Linked DNA regions of Sus scrofa: regions 1, 3 and 4 are each linked to region 2. A link is a contact called in public HiChIP or PLAC-seq data. All regions are on one chromosome and are shown on one strand. Each heading gives the region's core, a stretch centred on a gene start, on an enhancer-like site or on the middle of the called end of the contact. The rest is flanking DNA. Distances are from core to core; before and after follow the strand shown. Region 1 holds the start of WRAP53 (telomerase Cajal body protein 1). Region 2 holds the start of SLC2A4 (solute carrier family 2 (facilitated glucose transporter), member 4). Region 3 overlaps FXR2 (fragile X mental retardation syndrome-related protein 2). Region 4 holds the start of SAT2 (spermidine/spermine N1-acetyltransferase family member 2).

The links. HiChIP or PLAC-seq counts read pairs in DNA pulled down with a chosen protein or histone mark.
Region 1: a contact with region 2 is called in an H3K27ac HiChIP or PLAC-seq map of alveolar macrophages, with 5 times the contacts expected there. The contact joins the promoter of WRAP53 here to the promoter of SLC2A4 in region 2. A contact is called at or near these places in 2 of 47 Hi-C or Micro-C datasets (heart right ventricle and liver) and 2 of 2 datasets of contacts at active chromatin or transcription factors (alveolar macrophages and skeletal muscle).
Region 3: a contact with region 2 is called in an H3K27ac HiChIP or PLAC-seq map of skeletal muscle. The contact joins the enhancer-like site here to the promoter of SLC2A4 in region 2. A contact is called at or near these places in 14 of 47 Hi-C or Micro-C datasets (alveolar macrophages, blood, embryonic fibroblasts and 9 more) and 2 of 2 datasets of contacts at active chromatin or transcription factors (alveolar macrophages and skeletal muscle).
Region 4: a contact with region 2 is called in an H3K27ac HiChIP or PLAC-seq map of alveolar macrophages. The contact joins the promoter of SAT2 here to the promoter of SLC2A4 in region 2. A contact is called at or near these places in 2 of 2 datasets of contacts at active chromatin or transcription factors (alveolar macrophages and skeletal muscle).

Annotation. Positions count from the first base shown.
Region 1 is chr12:52,953,194-52,955,985 of Sscrofa11.1, forward strand. It overlaps WRAP53 (telomerase Cajal body protein 1), which reads left to right and starts at 1,481. Exons shown (of 10, transcript XM_003131944.4): 1 at 1,481-2,220; 2 at 2,368-2,466; 3 at 2,573-2,684. The coding sequence starts at 1,817. TP53 (tumor protein p53) reads right to left here and starts at 593. Exons shown (of 11, transcript NM_213824.3): 1 at 482-593.
Region 2 is chr12:52,627,489-52,630,188 of Sscrofa11.1, forward strand. It overlaps SLC2A4 (solute carrier family 2 (facilitated glucose transporter), member 4), which reads left to right and starts at 1,258. Exons shown (of 11, transcript NM_001128433.1): 1 at 1,258-1,301; 2 at 2,604-2,700. The coding sequence starts at 1,269. It also overlaps a transcript of CLDN7 not described here.
Region 3 is chr12:52,893,752-52,896,582 of Sscrofa11.1, forward strand. FXR2 (fragile X mental retardation syndrome-related protein 2) reads right to left here. Exons shown (of 17, transcript XM_003131974.5): 2 at 1,728-1,780; 3 at 1,284-1,377; 4 at 794-865; 5 at 533-681; 6 at 177-270. The coding sequence starts at 808. Among named protein-coding and RNA genes, the nearest start is that of FXR2, 8.1 kb to the right of the region's middle. Within about 2 kb of position 1,345, at least 3 of the 83 cell types and tissues checked have an H3K27ac peak or open chromatin away from gene starts, as enhancers often do. A contact at or near this core is called in skeletal muscle, where this site is marked.
Region 4 is chr12:52,911,912-52,914,611 of Sscrofa11.1, forward strand. SAT2 (spermidine/spermine N1-acetyltransferase family member 2) reads right to left here and starts at 1,403. Exons shown (of 6, transcript NM_001129962.2): 1 at 1,127-1,403; 2 at 906-957; 3 at 690-773; 4 at 491-592; 5 at 309-349; 6 at 1-175. The coding sequence starts at 1,192. The coding sequence ends at 8.

The sequences.
Region 1 (2,792 bases), core at 231-2,730, 330 kb after region 2:
TGGACTTCCCGGAGCACTCCGGATAACCACTTCGGAATGGAGTCCAGGGTTCCACTGGGATGCCATACGCACTAAAATCTCGAGCCATAAATCCCCAAAGTTCCAAGATCCCAAAGCCTCGGACCTTGATGCTTTGTGTGTCTTATTAAGGGCTCCCCCACACCGGGTACTGAAATGGGGTGGTGGCGGTGGTGGGGAAGAACCCCTTAGGCAGGCTCAAGTTTTCCCCAAAGCCCCACTACCCGGCGCAGGTGTTCAGCTTTTTAGTTCGGTTGGTCCTAACATCCCTATCATCTACACTCAGGCCTCCCAACATTGCATTCCTCTGTTGATGCCGCTAGAAGAACTTCCATTTCCCCCCCCCCCCCAAATCACTAAATCTTTCGCTCCACCTCCATCCTCCTTTCTTCTGAGCTGAAAATACACAGACCCGAGAGCCCATGACTCATAGAGTATTCATCAGGCTCAGTTAAGAGCTTACCCGAAGCTCAGGAGAGCGTGTCACTGTCCTGGGATGCACGCTCGAGACGGGACGTCAGGTGACCCCGGAGACCAGCAGCTACCTGCGCCAAGGATGGTGGCCCTGGACTTTTGAGGAGCTCAAAACTTTTAGCGCCAGTCCGAGCACATGGGAGGGGAAAATCCCAATCCCAGCAACCATCGCGAGACTCCTGGCACAAAGTCGCCATGACAAGTAAGGGCAAGCAATTACCCTGCGGGCGGTGGCGACGGACGGAGGTGGTGAGGGTGAGGGGAGTCAGGATTCCTGCTGTGTTGGTTTTGTAGCTACTGACAGTTTGCGGTGAAGAAATTCGACAACCCAGATCTGTGAGAACAGAATTGGTGGAAACCATTTTGAAAGACTTGTCCCCGAGTCAGACATGAAGGTGAAAGAAAGACAGCCTTTGCACCTTTTGCCTGGAACTCTGCTCTCCCAGATGGCTGGATAGTTCCTCATTAGCTAAAATGTCAATTTTTAGGAAGACCTTCCTTAATGTTCCAAGCTAACGTATTCTCCTAGTTACGTTGTATCACACTGTCTTGTTTAATTTCCTTCCTAGACCCTATCACGTTTTGAAATAATTTGTTCCTTGCCTTCAATACACAGCAACCTAAGCGTTAGGAGAGCAGAGACCTTGCCTACTATCTTATTCATTCTTGTCTTTTCCAGTACAGTACTGGGTAGCAAAGAAGAGCTCAATGATAAATATTTATTGAATGAATGAAAAGAGACGGAGGTCTGAGGAGTTGAGATGCAAAACAGGTTCAAACCCCGTAAAAACAAATATAGCGCTCGCGCCCTCTGCAGGTGGGGAGGGGAGTAGGTGCTTGAAGAATGATAGCGCGAGGAGCTCAGACACATCTCCCTGACTCAGAAGCTCTCGGACTACAAGTCCCAGCAGGCACTAGGAGATTCAGGACTGGAGGGGAACGGTAACCCGTGACCTGTTACGTCCCTGCCCCGCCCCTCTTGTGGGTCGCCCGCGAAGTCTGATCCGGGATGCGGAGGTCCAATCGAATGGTGGGCCCAAATCCCGCGAGAACAGGTGGCGCGTAGCCACCGACAGGGCTAAGGATCGCCGAGCTCTCCAACATTCCTGTTCGCCCGCCTCGCCTCGCGAGGCCTGGGGGCGGGGGGCTGTTTTCTGTCCTATCCCGGGAGCAGAAAGAAGGCACTGCTGGGTTTCTCCAGTTCTGCGTCCGGATCCGTGCGAACTTACGGCGGTCTCTGCCGTTCCGCAGGCCCGGCAGCTGGTAGCCGGCGGGAAGAGGATTGCCTGGCCGCGGCCAATGTTTGCCGTGCTTCCTCTGCAGTATGAAGACCCCGGAGGCGCCAGTGTTAGCTCCGGACTGCCTTCCTTCAGACCAGGCCCCAGCTGCAGCCCGTCTCTCTCCTCAGGCTTCCTCGATGGATAAAAATACGAACCCTGAACAGACGCCACCGCCACCCGATGGGGATGATGCGCCCCGGATATCCCCGGATCCTGGAGCTGGCTCGGCCGTGTCCCAGGAGCTGGGGGAAGGGGACCCAGCTTCTCTCTCCACTCCGTTGGAAGCTGAGTTTGATACTCCTAGTGAGTTGAGCCCTCGAATCGAGGAGCAAGAACTTTCTGAAAAAGTGAGCCTTCCTGCAGAAGAAACGAACAAGCCAGAGTTGGGGCCGGGAGAAGACATGGAAGATGTGTCTGAGGAACCCGCTCCAGAGGATGAGGGATACACGTAAGTGCTGATGGCAGTTGGCTCAGGAATCTGAGGAGGTTGGAAATGTGAGATATATCTCATCCGCCAGTCCTCAGCCCCACTTCTCCAGGCCCATTTCTCCTTGGCTTTGGCGACCCAGGTTTGTCTTCCCCATCTTCCTTCCAGCACTTGGAACTACAGCTTCTCGCAGCTACCCCGGTTTCTTAGCGGTTCCTGGTCAGAGTTCAGCACCCAACCTGAGAACTTCTTGAAAGGCTGTAAGTGGTAAGTAAGGATGAGGAGGGGGCTCACCTCTGCCACAGGTCTGCTCAGCTCAAGCCCAACACTCGCAAGATACAGGTCTATCCAGGCTTCTCTCTCCTACTCCTAGGGCCCCTGATGGTTCCTGCATCCTGACCAATAGTGCTGATAACGTCCTGCGGATTTATAACCTGCCCCCAGAGCTGTACAGTGAGGGGGAGCAGCTGGAATACGCAGAAATGGTAAGGGTAGGGACTAACTGCCCCTTCCTCAGCCAGGGCACTTTTAAGTCCTGCCTGTAGATGGAGAAAGTACAGTCCACATGTTTCCTGTCACAAACAGGGTATTTT
Region 2 (2,700 bases), core at 8-2,507:
GAGTGGGAGAAGGTCTGGGAGAGTGGCTCGGAGACCACCTCGGCCCGATCCGCTGCGGATCCGCGCTCTCCCTCCAGATGGCACTACAGCACCGCGCTTCCGAGGCCCGTTTTCCCAGCCGCGTGCGCTCCCCTACCCAGTGTTCTGCTGCTCTCGGGACATGCCAACTCTAGGTCGTGCCCTCCTCCCTGGGCAGGATTTAGCTGGGGATTCAAACCCAGAGCGGCCTCCAGGGAGCGTGTCCCAAGTCGTCCACGCGGCTAGCACATTCTTGGCAACTCAGGGGCCTCAGGACTGGTGACGTGGTTGGTGTGACCACCTGTCCCTTGGGCCGCTTCCAGTAACCAACGTGGGCCACGGGTGTAGGGGAAGGACCAGATAGGCAGAGCCCGGAGCAGGGATGTACGGAAAGAGGACCACCAAGTCCAGACACCCGACCCGCTAGGAACGGAATTTCCTGTCCCCGGGGCCATCACCGCGTGGGGAGCGTGTCGCGGACCCTTTAAGGCTCCATCTCCCTGCCACCACCACCCCGCCCGGGACAGGCCAGGACACCGGGGACCTGACATTTGGCGTCTCCCAACGTAGGAGCTAAAAATAACCGCCGTGGGTTACTCTAGGCCATTGGCCCGCACCCACCCCGCGCGCCGCCTCGCGCTGTCTCGGGCCGCCCGCGGTCTCAACCGGGCAAGTGTACCTGGCCCATCTCCTCTCAGACCCCGCGGTTCCGAGCCAACGCGCAGGGCTTTGAAGTCGCTTCTCCGGCCCCCAAGCTTGGCAAGTGGGCGGAGTCTTCGCACTTAAGGCGACGGAGCCGCCAGGTCTCCCAGGACCCTTTTCTCAAACACTTCCCGGCGGAAAGCTGGCGGGAACCGAGGGGCGTGTCTCGCCGGGCACGCTAAGGGGCGTGGCCTCGCCGGCCAACCCGACGGCTGGTGCCAAATTCCCAGCCCGAGCTCAGGGAGGGGCGTGGCCTTCTGGGGTGTGCGGGCTCCTGGCCAATGGGTGCTGTGAAAGGCGTGGCCCTGGGGGCTGCGGGGGCTGCTCCTCGGGTCTTTTCCCCCCAAGCCAGGCTCCACCAGATCCCTGGGAGCTACACTCTGGCTCCTCGGCTTGTGGCTGTGGGTCCGACCCGGCCCGCCCTCCGTACTGCGCTTCGGGACCCCCGTCGCCCCTGTGTCCTTCTGCCCGCCAGGCTGGGGCCACAGACCCCCAGTCGCCTCTCTCCGGTCTCCGGCAGCTCCTGCGCCTCCAGCTCCTAAGACAAGATGCCGTCGGGCTTCCAACAGATCGGCTCCGAAGTAGGGCTTAACATTCAGGGGCGGGATGGGGACACGGGTCCCGCTTTTTCTCGGGCTGGGGTCGCAGTTGGGGTCAGCGAGGGGGCGGTCCTTGCGCAGGTGCAGGGGGTGGGGTGGGGGACTGGCTATTTATACCCGGGGCTTGACAACCCGTGACTGTCGAATTCCAGTCCCTCGTGGAGGCAGAGTGGGTCTGGGGGAACTTTCCGGGGCAAGGACTACAGCTGCATTCCGCGCGTCCCAGGGTTCGCCCCTCCTCGCGCTGCGCGGGGATCGGGGACACCCTGCATTCAATCCAGCTTGAGCAAGCAGACCCCGGCGGGTCTTGCCCTCCAGGAGCTGTCCGTTTGTCCCGGCTCGACCGCAGTTTTTCGAGGACCAGAGGCTTCTCCGTTGGCCCCCACCCCCACACTTGGCAGTCCTCCTGGACGCTGAACTTTCCCTCGGCCCCGCGGTTGGTGGAGGGGTAGAGGGGAGTGTCGGCCCTCCCTCCTCCAGCTCAGGTTTCCCTTTGGAGACAGTCTGTGCCGCCAGCGATCAGCCACCACCACCACCACCACCACCGCCCCTCACACCACCTTCCCGCCCCCATCCCCTGGGCAAGTCTCTCCCAGGCGAGAGCCGCCATGGCCCCCTGCCCTTTGTCGCAGCTTAGAGGGGGAAGGGAGGCTGGGGCGGAGACAGAGACGGCCACAAGGCTGGGAGGAATGACCGCGATGTCCTTTTAGGAACTGCCCTTCTTGAACCTGTTGGGGGCTTCCAGGAGCCGGCTGCCAGAACCCCCAGGGAGGAGGGAAGAGGACAGAGGCTGCTGATGATAATGCACTTGTCACTTTATAAAGCCAGTACAGTTGGGGACACAATTAACATTCAATTTTGATTTTCACACTTTCACTGACACATAGACAAAGCAGGCAACATCATCCGTATCTCCCCAGTTCTCCACAGTTCAGAGAGGGGAAGTGACTTACCCAAGGTCACACAAAATCTGAACTCAGGTCTTGTAAGACCAAGGCTGTCCCAAGGTCACAGAGGAATTGTGAGACCCAGGTCCTCAAACATTTCTCTGCCTGCTGGACTCAAACATCGGTCCCCCCCCCCCAAGCCCAGCTGCCCGCAGGTTCTTCCCGCTCTTGTTTACATTGAGATCTTCAAGGGATTCCTAATAAGGTCCACTTTCCTCACCCAACGAGCTGGATGGAACCCAGCACCTTAAGGCTCCTGCTGGGCCCAGGCCTCAGAGGGAAGGAAAGAAACCACAATTCCACGTGACATGTCCCCTCTCTGCTTCCACCTGCCCAGGATGGGGAGCCCCCTCAGCAGCGAGTCACTGGGACCCTTGTCCTCGCCGTCTTCTCCGCTGTGCTCGGCTCCCTGCAGTTTGGCTACAACATTGGGG
Region 3 (2,831 bases), core at 95-2,594, 270 kb after region 2:
AAACTAAGGTCACACGTGAGAAAGACTAAGGAAACATAGGCTAACCCGAGCCCACAAGGGTCTGGAGCTATACAGTCCTCTCTGCCAAATAAATATAAGCACATTTTAGCTCTTCCTTCTTGCAAAGGATTAAAAGGGGAGTGGGCTTAGGTGAAATTCAGGCAGAATAAACTCACCAGAATGAAGAGCTCACTATTTGTGATGTTGAGAAAGATACAGTTGGCTCCCAATGCTTTCTTGAACTCTTTATGGACATTTTCATTGGAGCAGCTGCAGGGAAAGAGGACAGTGCTCAGAGGGCAGAGTGCAGAGTTGAAGGTTCAGGGGAGAGAGAAAGAGGGGACTGAGAAAAATAAGAGGGACTTGAGTAAAAGAACAGGGATGAGGAAGCAGGGGAACTGGGAGCAAAAAGGGCTCTAGAGGGCCACGGGAACAACAAAGAACACTGAAACTGGAAGCAGCGCCTGGGAGAAACAAGGGCAGCGATGAGGACCATAAAGAGGCCCCCACTCCCAACATCCCCAACACTCACGCCTCTCTCAGATCCTCAGGCACAGCCATGGTCACCTTGAAGAAGCTGCCTTTGGTTGCAAGGGGATTGGGATTAACTGGCCGAAGCCGTTCCAGGGTGACAATCTCATTGTAAGTGGCATCACAGGCAGCATATTCAATGACATAGAACTGGCAGGAGGAAGAAGAGAAAGAAACTATGGATGACCTGAGTCTCCATCTCCCACCTTTCTTCCCCTAAAATGGGTTTGGTAGCTCTGCAAAGACCTTCACAACCACTCACATCTCCCTTCATCATCCGCACTCGGGCCAGCCACCAGCCGCAAGGTTCTTGCTCATTGGCTCGAGAATAAACCTGAAGAGAAGAGAAGTTCAAAATAAAAGAGAATTGAGGACCATCCAAAAACATCAAGAATGGAGTAAACATTAAGACACGTGAGAGGCATCCTAAACTAAGATAAAGGAAACCAGAGGAAGGAGCTGCTAATTAAAATCAGAGGGCTCTGGACTTTAGATGCTGTTGTTATACAGAGAGAACTGAATCCCCTGAAACTGGGAAGCTCCCTGAGAGCTTGGCTGCATCACACAGTGACGGACAGAGAACTGCTGCATTTCACTCTCCCACAGGCTGCCCAGCTCAATGAAGCAGCTTAGCTTAGGAAGGAAGGAGAGTGAGCCACAGTGGCGGGGCCAGGATACCGGCATCAGGATAAGGGAGATGCAGAATCCTGGGAAAAGCGACATTTAGCAAGGGAGGACGCCATGGTCCTTACCTCCACCTCATCCCCTTCTGTAATCTCCTTATTATAGTCAGCTGGCGGTGGTAGCCGGACGTCCCCAAAAGGAATCTGTCTCTCACTCTGCCAGCTGCAAGGGAAACGGTGATACGAAAGCTATTCAGGCTCTGCACTTGTCCATTTCTTCAGGAAGAGGCTACTTCCTCCACTGTGCATTTTCTACCCTCCCTGGTGATTAGGCGCTAAACCCCAGGCCCTCCTCCATAATGGTGTCTCTCATCTCTTGCGAGAACCTAAATACTGAGTCAAATGCCCCCCGATCCTCACATTTCGGCCCTTTCCTCTCCTGTGATCCAGAGAAGTTGCCCACCCAAACCCTTGGCTCTCCCCCACCTATTACATGCCTCATGGGATTCAGCCGCCCCCGCTTCTCCACTCTCCTTCTAGGACCTACTGGATTCTCTATTCCCAAGGTCTTACTTGTTTTCAAAGAAGATGGTGACAGAGTCTTCATGGACATCCTTCACAAAGCCCTAGAATGGATTTGAGAACAATGAAAAAAAAGAAAAAGAAAATGACAATTTACCACAACCTCAGCTATGAAGGGAACAGACACTTTTGGAATTTTAGACTGGGACACAAGCAATCTAAAAGCAGGGACAAAAAAGCTGTATTGGGGAAGGAATGTGAATGTTGAAGTTGCAAAAAAAGAAATAATATTCCACGAAAAAAGATGTGGCAAAATCCAGTAAGTTGAGAGAGAAATTAAGTAGAAGGGAGAAACATCACCTACATCACAACAGCCTGGAAACTAGTGGACTCCTATGGCTCCCACAGGGGCCTCCATATCTGTCTGCCTCCTGCTGTGCTGAGCAGCTTGCCAGAGTTCAATTAAAATACCAACAACATTCAGCAAAGCTAAGAATATCCCATGAGACAGTGTGAGGCTGCCCTGGAACACCTAAAGGACATCAGGATCTGCCAAGAGAAAAGGGTCTAGCTCCCTAACACAGCAAACTTGGTGGCTAGAAGACTGGGTCCTAAGGAGATAATCGCAACACTGGAGAAGTTCAAAATGAACACAATTTATGGCAGGAAAAAATAGAATTTAAAAGATGTGAGGGAGTCAGACCATAACATGGGGTTTAGCATGTTCGACTAGAGTCCCTCTCCCCTGCAAATAAAATCACTTTTATGTTTAAAAAAAAAAAAAAAAAAAAAAAAAAAAAAAAAAAAGATGTGAGACTTGGACACTGCTAAGAAACTGGAAAGGAATTCCTACTGTAGCACATCGGGATCAGCTCAGCAGTGTCTCTGGAGCCCTGGGACACAGGTTCAATTACCGGCCCAGCACGAGGATCTGGCTTTGCAGCTAAGGCTGCAACTGTGGCTGGGATCTGATCCCTGGCCCAGGAACTCTGTGTGCTTCAGGCAGCCAAAAAAGGAAAAAAATAAAAAGAAACTGAAACAACACCAAACTTGAGATCATGACAAGAGAAGGAACAGGGATGACTGAATAGCTGGTCTACCTATTTTCTATGACTCACTGAGGAAGCCAAAGCTATCCATTTAATCCTATATTCC
Region 4 (2,700 bases), core at 153-2,652, 280 kb after region 2:
GATAATGTCACTTTCCTGCCAACTCCCTCATTGCCTCTCCCTCGAAGCGAAAGGAATGCCAGCCTTCCGCTTCCGTCAGATCTCGGGCTCCTAGGGTCTTGTACAAGTCCACGGCCTTCTTGTTCCAGTCCAGGACTGCCAGGCGGAACTGGGAGCAGCCCTTATCCAGGGCCACCTATGGGAGAAGAATCGCTCACTTTCCGGGGGTCAAAAAGGAAAAGGCCTTCTCACCTGCCATTCAACCCAGGTGCCTCCCATCTGGCTTGGCTTTGCCAGGGCCCAGCTTGTAGCCCCACCCCTCTCCTCACCTCAGCCACTTTTTTGATTATTTTGGAACCAATCCCCTGACCTGATGTAGGGAGAAAAAAGCAAAAAGAGGGATTGTCTGAGCTGAAGGGGATCAGAAAAGACCACAGGCTACGATTAAGGGGCAAAAGATGGGGCAGTCTATGGGGTGATGATTTCTTCCCACCCCAGTCTTGCCCAGTACCCCGATATTCTGGCTTCACGTAGATGTCTTCCAGATAAATATTCCGTCCGGTCCATGTGCTATAGATGAAGTAGTACAGCCCATAGCCCACCATGCAAGACCCTGAGAGAGAAAAAAGAAGGGCAGGTGACTGGGCGCCTGGGGGAGCGACCTCTGAGGCTGACTGCAGGGGGCCCCTCTGAGGTCGGGATGTTCTTACCCTGTGGCTCCCCAGGGGCAGGAAGAATCTCTGCTACCAAACAGTGAAAGAAAGGATTCTCTCCGAAGCCGTCTGCTCTCAGGGCTGCAGGATGGGAGTTGCGACAAAGAGATAGAGAGAGAAGGCCTGGATGTGTGCCCAGCCTGGAGCTACTGCCTGAACTCATCCCTCACTCCCTCCCCAGCCTCCAGCAGGAGCCAGGTGTTGGGCCTCTACCTTCTTCACTGATCTTCACCTGGTCGGACAGTTTCTCGTACTCGGCGAGTTCCTATGGCGTGGGGGGCAGAGACAAGATTAAGGCAGGAGGTCTCCCTGCTCCCCGAGCAGGACCCCAGGGAGCCCTTCTCCCTCTGCTCCCACCTTCTCCTTCCCGCCCCACTCCCGCCGCGCCGCTCTGACCCCCTCTGGGACCCTGGTTTCCGGCCCGCATCTTTCACCCGAATCATCCTCAGGATATTTCCACAGTCTCCCTCCTTGGCCTCTCGGATGAGCACGGAAGCCATTCCGATCCTCAACGTCTGGGACCAAAGTCCAGGACCCCCACTTCCGCTCTGGAGCACCGGGCGAAGAGCAACTGGGACCCTTTAAGAGGCCTACAAATTCGGATCCCGGGAAGCCGGGGGCACGGGTGGGAAGCGAGGCGGTGAAGGAGCCGCGGGCTGGAAAGCCGAAGTCCAATTCCGGCTACTGCGGGGGGAGCGACAGCGACTAGGCGAGGGGTCTTCACTGCCTGGTAGCCTCTAAATTCGGCAGGGGCAGGCGCGCACCAATCAGCCAATCAGCTTGCAGAGAAGGCATGTCCCCGCCCACCCCAGCCCAGCCCCCTTGACCAGGTCTCGTGACCGCGCCTCTGGGCAGGGGTCAAGGCTGGACTGCCGAGGCTTCTTCGCGGTTTTTTGGGTGTTCCAGGCTCCACCGGAGAGAGAAAGCCCACGGCTCAAAAGACACCTTCTTTAACTGAAGTGTGCAGAATCTGCTGTACCATTTACTCAAACTCACCCATTCCAGCCCACCCACCTGGGACGAGCCCCAAACCTCCTTCTGGCTCAAAGTGTTACTTCTCTTAGGAGCCTTTGTATTTTAAAATAGGCCAGGGACATTGCAAAATAAACTATAATTTATTTTTATTTATTTACTTATTCATTTTGCTTTTTAGGGCCGCACCCGTGGCATATGGAGGTTCCCAGGTCAGGGGTCAAATCAGAGCTGTAGTTGCCAGTCTGTACCACAGCCACAGCAATGCAGGATCCGAGCCATGTCTTCAACCTACACCACAGCTCACAGCAACGCTGATCCTTAACCCACTGAGCAAAGCCAGGGATCGAACCCGCAACCTCATGGTTCCTAGTCAGATTCGTTAACCACTGAGCCACAACGGAAACTCCCAAACAAATTTTTTTTAAGAATAAAATAATAGGAGTTCCCGTCGTGGCACAGTGGTTAACAAATCTGTCTAGGAACCATGAGGTTGCGGGTTTGATCCCTGGCCTCGCTCAGTGGGTTGAGGATCCAGCGTTGCCATGAGTTGTGGTGTAGGTCACAGATGGAGCTCCGATCCCCCATTGCTGTGGCTGTGGCATAGGCCAGGGGCTACAACTCCGATTTGACGCCTAGCCTGGGAACCTACATATGCCACGGAAGTGGCCCTAGAAAAGACAAAAAAAAAAAAAGGTAAAATAATAAAATAAAATGGATCAGGGAGAGGGTGATGAATTTCTGGTGGTAAATGGTTAGGCCTTGTAGGAAACTGATAAGGGAAGATAATGGGGGGTGGGGGCTTGGGGGGGGGAGTCTCTCAGTATCTGCTGAATCAGTCAGTGGATACAAAGACAATACCTCCCTATGAGGCAAACCTCAGAGCTTGTGAGAATATTGAGGAAGGAGCTCAGAGCAGATACCAGGCGCTGTGCCTGCATTATCCCCATTCATCCTCGTTCACAGTAACCCCATAAAGTATTATTTTTCACGTTTCACAGAGGAGGACACTGAAGCATGACAGTGGGGTGACTTG